Linked DNA regions of Anas platyrhynchos: region 2 is linked to region 1. The links are chromatin contacts, called in public Hi-C maps. All regions are on one chromosome and are shown on one strand. Each heading gives the region's core, a stretch centred on a gene start, on an enhancer-like site or on the middle of the called end of the contact. The rest is flanking DNA. Distances are from core to core; before and after follow the strand shown.

Region 1 (2,700 bases), core at 149-2,648:
CGTAAATCCACTGATTTCTGTTTAAGTCTTTAGTCAGTATGTTCTCTGGTAGCTGTTCTTCACCGTGCCATATTACCTAGGGGGAAATGAATTAATAATGCATCTAGTCCTGGATATGTATGTTTAATGGGTAATCTCACATCCTGTCTTGGAGTCAGACTGCACAGAAAGCTGTGTTGCAGTTGATCTTTGAGGTTTAGCATGTGAAAAGGAGAATGTAATTGTCCTTACCTGAAATTGTCTTTAACTACTAAGTACTTTAACTACTAAGGACGGGCACCCAGAGGGTGAGTGGGTTATATAGAAGAGCCAAGGAAGTTGGTATCTAAAGATTTGATTGTGGAAGAAATTCCACACAGTTTGAGTGGTGTTGTGTTTTTATTGTTGTTGGTTGGTTTGCTCAAAGTGTCATTAATATAATATTTAATTTAGAATGGAGTGGTGACTGTGGAAAAGGTTTCTGAAGATGTGGGAAGATGAGTAGGTGGATCTTTGCTCTACAGGCTGGGTTGTTCTGTCAGATTGCCCTTGGGTCTGTGTTGATGTGCTACCAAACTGCAAACGGGCTGAAATGCTGCTGTACTGAGCCAGCAGAGATGGCAATTTTGGGAACGTGGGGGGAGGATGTTTCCTCCTCTTCTGTACACTCAGAGCACACAATGTTTCTGTCATAGAAAGTTGCCCCTTTCTCTTAAGCTTTACAATTTTGCAAAAGCATGAGAACTTCAACCTAGGAATCAGCACGGCCTATTTTTCTTCCACGGGATCGCTCTATGCTGTGTGGTTTTTCTTGTGTCTTGCTCTTCCTGGATTCATTTGTTCCAAGCAGCGGGGCTTTCCACCAGTTCCCTTGGGAAACTGTTATGAGGTCCGATGAGTTGTGTGGTAAGTTCTTGTTAATATGGTGCTTACATTTTCCTTTAAGTTCATGTCATTAGGTCTTAGTCATGAGCTCATGTACATTTCTATTTATGGTTTAAACTTCCATTATCTTCCCGAAATCTACTGATCTTCTGCTCCTCTCTTAACAAATCATGTTCAGTGATGTGATGAAGGCTGGACGTTCGATCCCTGGGTCTTTCACAGTCGTTGTTGTCCCACCACCACCACGTTCTCCCTCTTTAATTTGAGGGTGATTGGGGTTCCTGAGGAAAGCAAAGCCTGGGGATAATTCGCTCCACCTGGAAAAGTTGTTAATGGTATATTGTATGTGCCGCGTAGGTTCTTATAAATGGAAGAGATTACATACATAAAGAGGGATACTGCTCAAATATGCCAAATATTTTCCGAGAGGGACATGTTGGCTCTGTAGGAATACATAGATGGCATTGTAGTTCTAACCCTTTACTGGAACAGTCTGTACATCTGACTTACATAAATGTTATTGTTTAAAGAAACGTAGGACTGTGTCTGAAATATGTGCCTTCTCTCGTTGGCCATAAATCTCCTCTCAACTCCAAGCCAAAGCAGATAGCACAAGAGAGCGGTTTGATAAATAGCATCACCCATCTATTTCATTGTTTAGCTGAGATTTGTGGCAACCTTCACTTATTTTTAGTTTCAAAAGGAAGGAAATGCAGAAGTTGAGGTTGAAGCTCTGTCCCTAACTTCTTCCATCGTGTATGGGCTGTGCGCAGATAAAATTATCGGGCAGTCATAGCTCTGATCTAAATAGGCCTTTTGTAGCAGTAAAGGAGAGCAGCCCCCTCACATTCATGCTCCTCGTTATCAGTAGCTGATGGACTCAGCTGCCAGGGACAAACTGAGGGCAGAATTGCATTCTTTAGCTGCAGCCCGAATAAAGATTGATGCTCTTTTACCTAACCGCTGGGCTTCTTATCCCTTTTAGATAAAGGAATGAAATATTTGACTGCTCTTGTCAGCCTCACATAAAAATACCTTAAATAAGTATTAACCTAATACAATCTTTCTTGTTTTTGTTATGGCTCTGTGCCTTTTCCAGCTTGATTTCACTTCTTCTCTTTCTGCTTCCATTTTTAGATTGTGTTTTATCTCCTATCCCTTTGATATTGTTAATAACTGCCTCTTTTTCTTCACACCCCCTCCAACTACTTCACTCTGCGTCCTTTTTCCCTTGATGCTTTTTCTACTTATTTCCCTTTTTGAGGTGGCTTAAGGAATTTGCCAATTAGTTGATATTTATGAAGTTTTTCCTTTTGCAATTACTGTGTCATACGTGTTTGCCAGCTGGGTATGGTCTGGATGGGGAGAGAGGGCCTTTTGTTACATTTGCATGTAGATCCGGAGAAAACAAATTCATTTTAAAAAAGAAGAAAGAAAAAAGGCAACCCCAAGCCAGATGCTGGAAGTAGCATGAGGCTTGCGGGCCTTTTCCAGTCCTGAAGCAGCAGCAGCAACCTTAAGGCCAAGCACAGGTTGCGAGCAAAGCGGTGTTAGTCTCTGTCAGTAAGGTTTTTCTCTGCCTGCACAGTTGGACGATGGGGAGTGGAAATAATTTACCACTGCCGGTTGTATTTTGACAGAACAACTGGCATGCAGAAGAGCGGAGCTGAACTCTAGGGGAGCAAAATTGTTCTGCATGTGTCTGAGGACAAGGAAATTCTCAGGCATGTAATAAAAGATAAGTATTAAAAGGTGGGTGAGGAGGGTAGGGAAGGCTTACAGAGATGCACAGGAGCCTTTTGGCAGGAAAAGGGAAGGGCTGGGTTGGCTTTTATA
Region 2 (2,700 bases), core at 30-2,529, 49 kb after region 1:
GTTGTTTGGGAGTTGGGGTAAGAAGGGGGGATGCTCAGCACTATCACAAAAAGCAGGGGGGGGGGGGAAAAAACAAAAATAATGCTCTGCACAAACCTTATGGGCAGGAACTTTCTTGGATGCCCCTGGCGGGCCCACGATGAAGTGGACGTCAGCCATGAGTTCGTTATTGAACATCAGCGCGTTCCTGCAAGCGAGGGGAAGGGAGGGAGGTGTGGAGAGGCCGCTCAGTGCCCCCATCTCCCCCCCCGAAACCCCCAGCCAGCCCGGTGGCGGGGTCGCTCGTCCCTTGTCGCTCGTCCCTTACCTCTCGCGCAGCGTGGGGTGGAAGGACTGCCAGTTGGCGCTCTCCAAGTTGTTGTTGTTGAGGTTCTGGAGCTGTGGCGGCGGGGGCGGCTGGGCGCTCTGCTGGAGCTGCAGCGCGTTCTTCTTGCTGTTGGCAGCGGTGGCGGCGGCGTTGCTGTTGGCGATGTTGGTGTTGGCGCTGGCAGGGTAAAGTTCTGCAGCCATCTTCCTCTTCAGGGCCAGGGGCACTATCTCATAGCATCCTGGCACCTTGCCGTTTGGCCTCGCGCTCTTTTTGGACTTCTTTAAGGTCTCTGGAAGCAGAAGAAAAAAAGTCAAACACTTCATGATCCTGCCATTGAGGCACCCATGGGGCAGTGGCATGAGCAAGAGAACTAACAGATCCCAACGCAGGTCCCGCGGTTCGCTTCTAGGTGCGGGGCGGCCTCTTTCTCTTTTTTAATTTTTATTTTTTTCCTTTTTTTCCTCCTTGGCTCCAAGGGGGGCTGCCCAGCCTCGGCACCGCCACGACTGCAGCGAGCGGGGCTGGCCGGCAGCTCCTTCCCCCGAGGAAAAAAAAAAATAAAAAAAAATATATATAAAAAAAAATAGTAAAAATAGGGAAAAAAACCCAAGCACACACCACCAAAAAAGCCACAGATCCAGCAGAGCAGGCGCAGCGTTGAGGGGCGAGCCTCAGTCCCCGGGTCCTCCAGCCGCTACAGCCCCCCGCCGGCTCCCCAGCGCCCGGCTCCGTCCTTCCCCGCCCGGCGGCGGCTGCTGCTCGTGGGGCACATCCGCGGCGCTGGGGCTGGCTCCGGGGGCTGGCTCCGGGCTGCCCCGCACCAAGTTTCCTCCTCCTCCTCCTGGCCCCAGCCGCGGGGGCGTCGCTGCCCCCTGGGCGCTCCCCTCACGGCGCTGTCGGGACGCGGCTCGGCCGCGCTCGGCTCCCTTCGGCTCCGCTCGGCTCTGCCGGGCCCTGCCTCCGCCTCCCGCCCTAAGAGGCAGCGCCGCGCCGCGCGTCACCGCCAATCAGCCAATCAGGAGAGGCGGGGGGAGCCGCCCCCCCCCCTCCTCCTCCTCCTTCTCCTCCTCCTCCCGCCCCTCCTCAATCTCCGACGCCCGCCTGGGGGCGCAGAGCGGCCGGGGCCGTGCGCAGCGCCGAGCGGAGCCGAGCGGAGCCGAACGGAGCCGAGCGGAGCCGAGCGCGGCCGAACCGCCCCCGCCCCTTCCCGCCGCCCTTCCCGGCAGCACCGGGCGGGGGCGCCGCTGCCCCGCGCTGGGGAGGGGGGGGCGGGAGGGGAGGGGATGGGGATGGGATGGGATGGGATGGGATATGGGATGGGATATGGGATATGGGATGGGATGGGATATGGGATATGGGATAACTGGGGGGGAGCCCAGGGCCTCCTCCCAGACCCTATCTGACGGGTGCTGCCCCCACACCCCGGTTTCCCACTTTAATTTTTATTTTAATTTCGCCCCCTTTAGTTTTTCCCCATTTAACTTTTTCCCCTCCACTTTTTCCCCTTTATCCTTTCTCCCCCTTTTTGCCCCCTTTACTTTCCCCCCTTAACTCCCCCTTCTTTACTTTCCCCCTTTTTTTCCCCCTTCTTTTTCTCCCTTTATTTCCCCTTTATATTTCACCCTTTTATTCCCCCCCCTTTATCCCCATCCTTTATTTCCCCCTTTATTTTTCTCCCTGTTTTTCCCCCTTTATTCCCCCTCTTTATTTTCCCTTCTTTATTCCCCTCCTACTCCCCCCCCCCTTTATTTCTTTCCCTGTTATTTCTTTCCCCTTTATTTCTTTCCCCCATTATTTTTCCCACATCGATTATTTCATCACCCCTAGGCCCTCACAGTGCCCCCTCCTCTCTCCCCCCTGCCCTGCAGCCCCATTACTGCTGGGGGAGGCTGTCTTAAATCCTTCACTGGGGGTTTTCACTCTCCCTGCTACTTCTGTGCATCCAAGTTGGAGCTGGGATAGGGAGCAGCGCCTCCCCTTAAAAACAAAACAAAACAAAACAAAATAAAATAAAATAAATAAACCCGTTTGCATCACAGCCCCCATCGTAGAAAGCCAGCTGTGCCCCAGGCGAAGCAGCAGTCCCTGGGCAAGGAGCAGACCCCTGGGGACGGGGGGCTCCTCCTGGGGGCACAGCGCGGTGCTGGGCTGCTGCCGCTGGGGTCGAACCCCAAAAGGGTTCGTTCGCCCTCCTTGGGTTTAGCAGCATCTTAAAAAGCGTTTATTCATTTTTATTTGTCAGTCCGTGCAGGAGATGGTCCTGTTAACTTTGGCCCCGTGTTTGATTTAGGTATTGGTAGCTTTGCATCCTGGCCATTTACGGCCTCTTTATGGCTTTTTGCTTAAAAACCATCCCTGTGCTCATTTTCTGACTGGGAGCTTTCAGAACT

The links. Hi-C and Micro-C count contacts between places; a contact is called where the count stands out from the background.
Region 2: a contact with region 1 is called in a Hi-C map of small yellow follicle, with 4 times the contacts expected there. The contact joins the promoter of BTBD6 here to the enhancer-like site in region 1. A contact is called at or near these places in 5 of 8 Hi-C or Micro-C datasets (F5 follicle, liver, skeletal muscle and 2 more).

Annotation. Positions count from the first base shown.
Region 1 is chr5:7,980,948-7,983,647 of IASCAAS_PekinDuck_T2T, forward strand. The region is part of intron 3 of BRF1 (BRF1 general transcription factor IIIB subunit); the gene reads left to right. Among named protein-coding and RNA genes, the nearest start is that of BRF1, 37 kb to the left of the region's middle. Within about 2 kb of position 1,399, at least 3 of the 8 cell types and tissues checked have an H3K27ac peak or open chromatin away from gene starts, as enhancers often do. A contact at or near this core is called in F5 follicle and small yellow follicle, where this site is marked.
Region 2 is chr5:8,030,313-8,033,012 of IASCAAS_PekinDuck_T2T, forward strand. It overlaps BTBD6 (BTB domain containing 6), which reads right to left and starts at 1,280. Exons shown (of 5, transcript XM_027459578.3): 1 at 929-1,280; 2 at 308-599; 3 at 97-187. The coding sequence starts at 510. All of the region lies in intron 6 of BRF1 (BRF1 general transcription factor IIIB subunit), which reads left to right.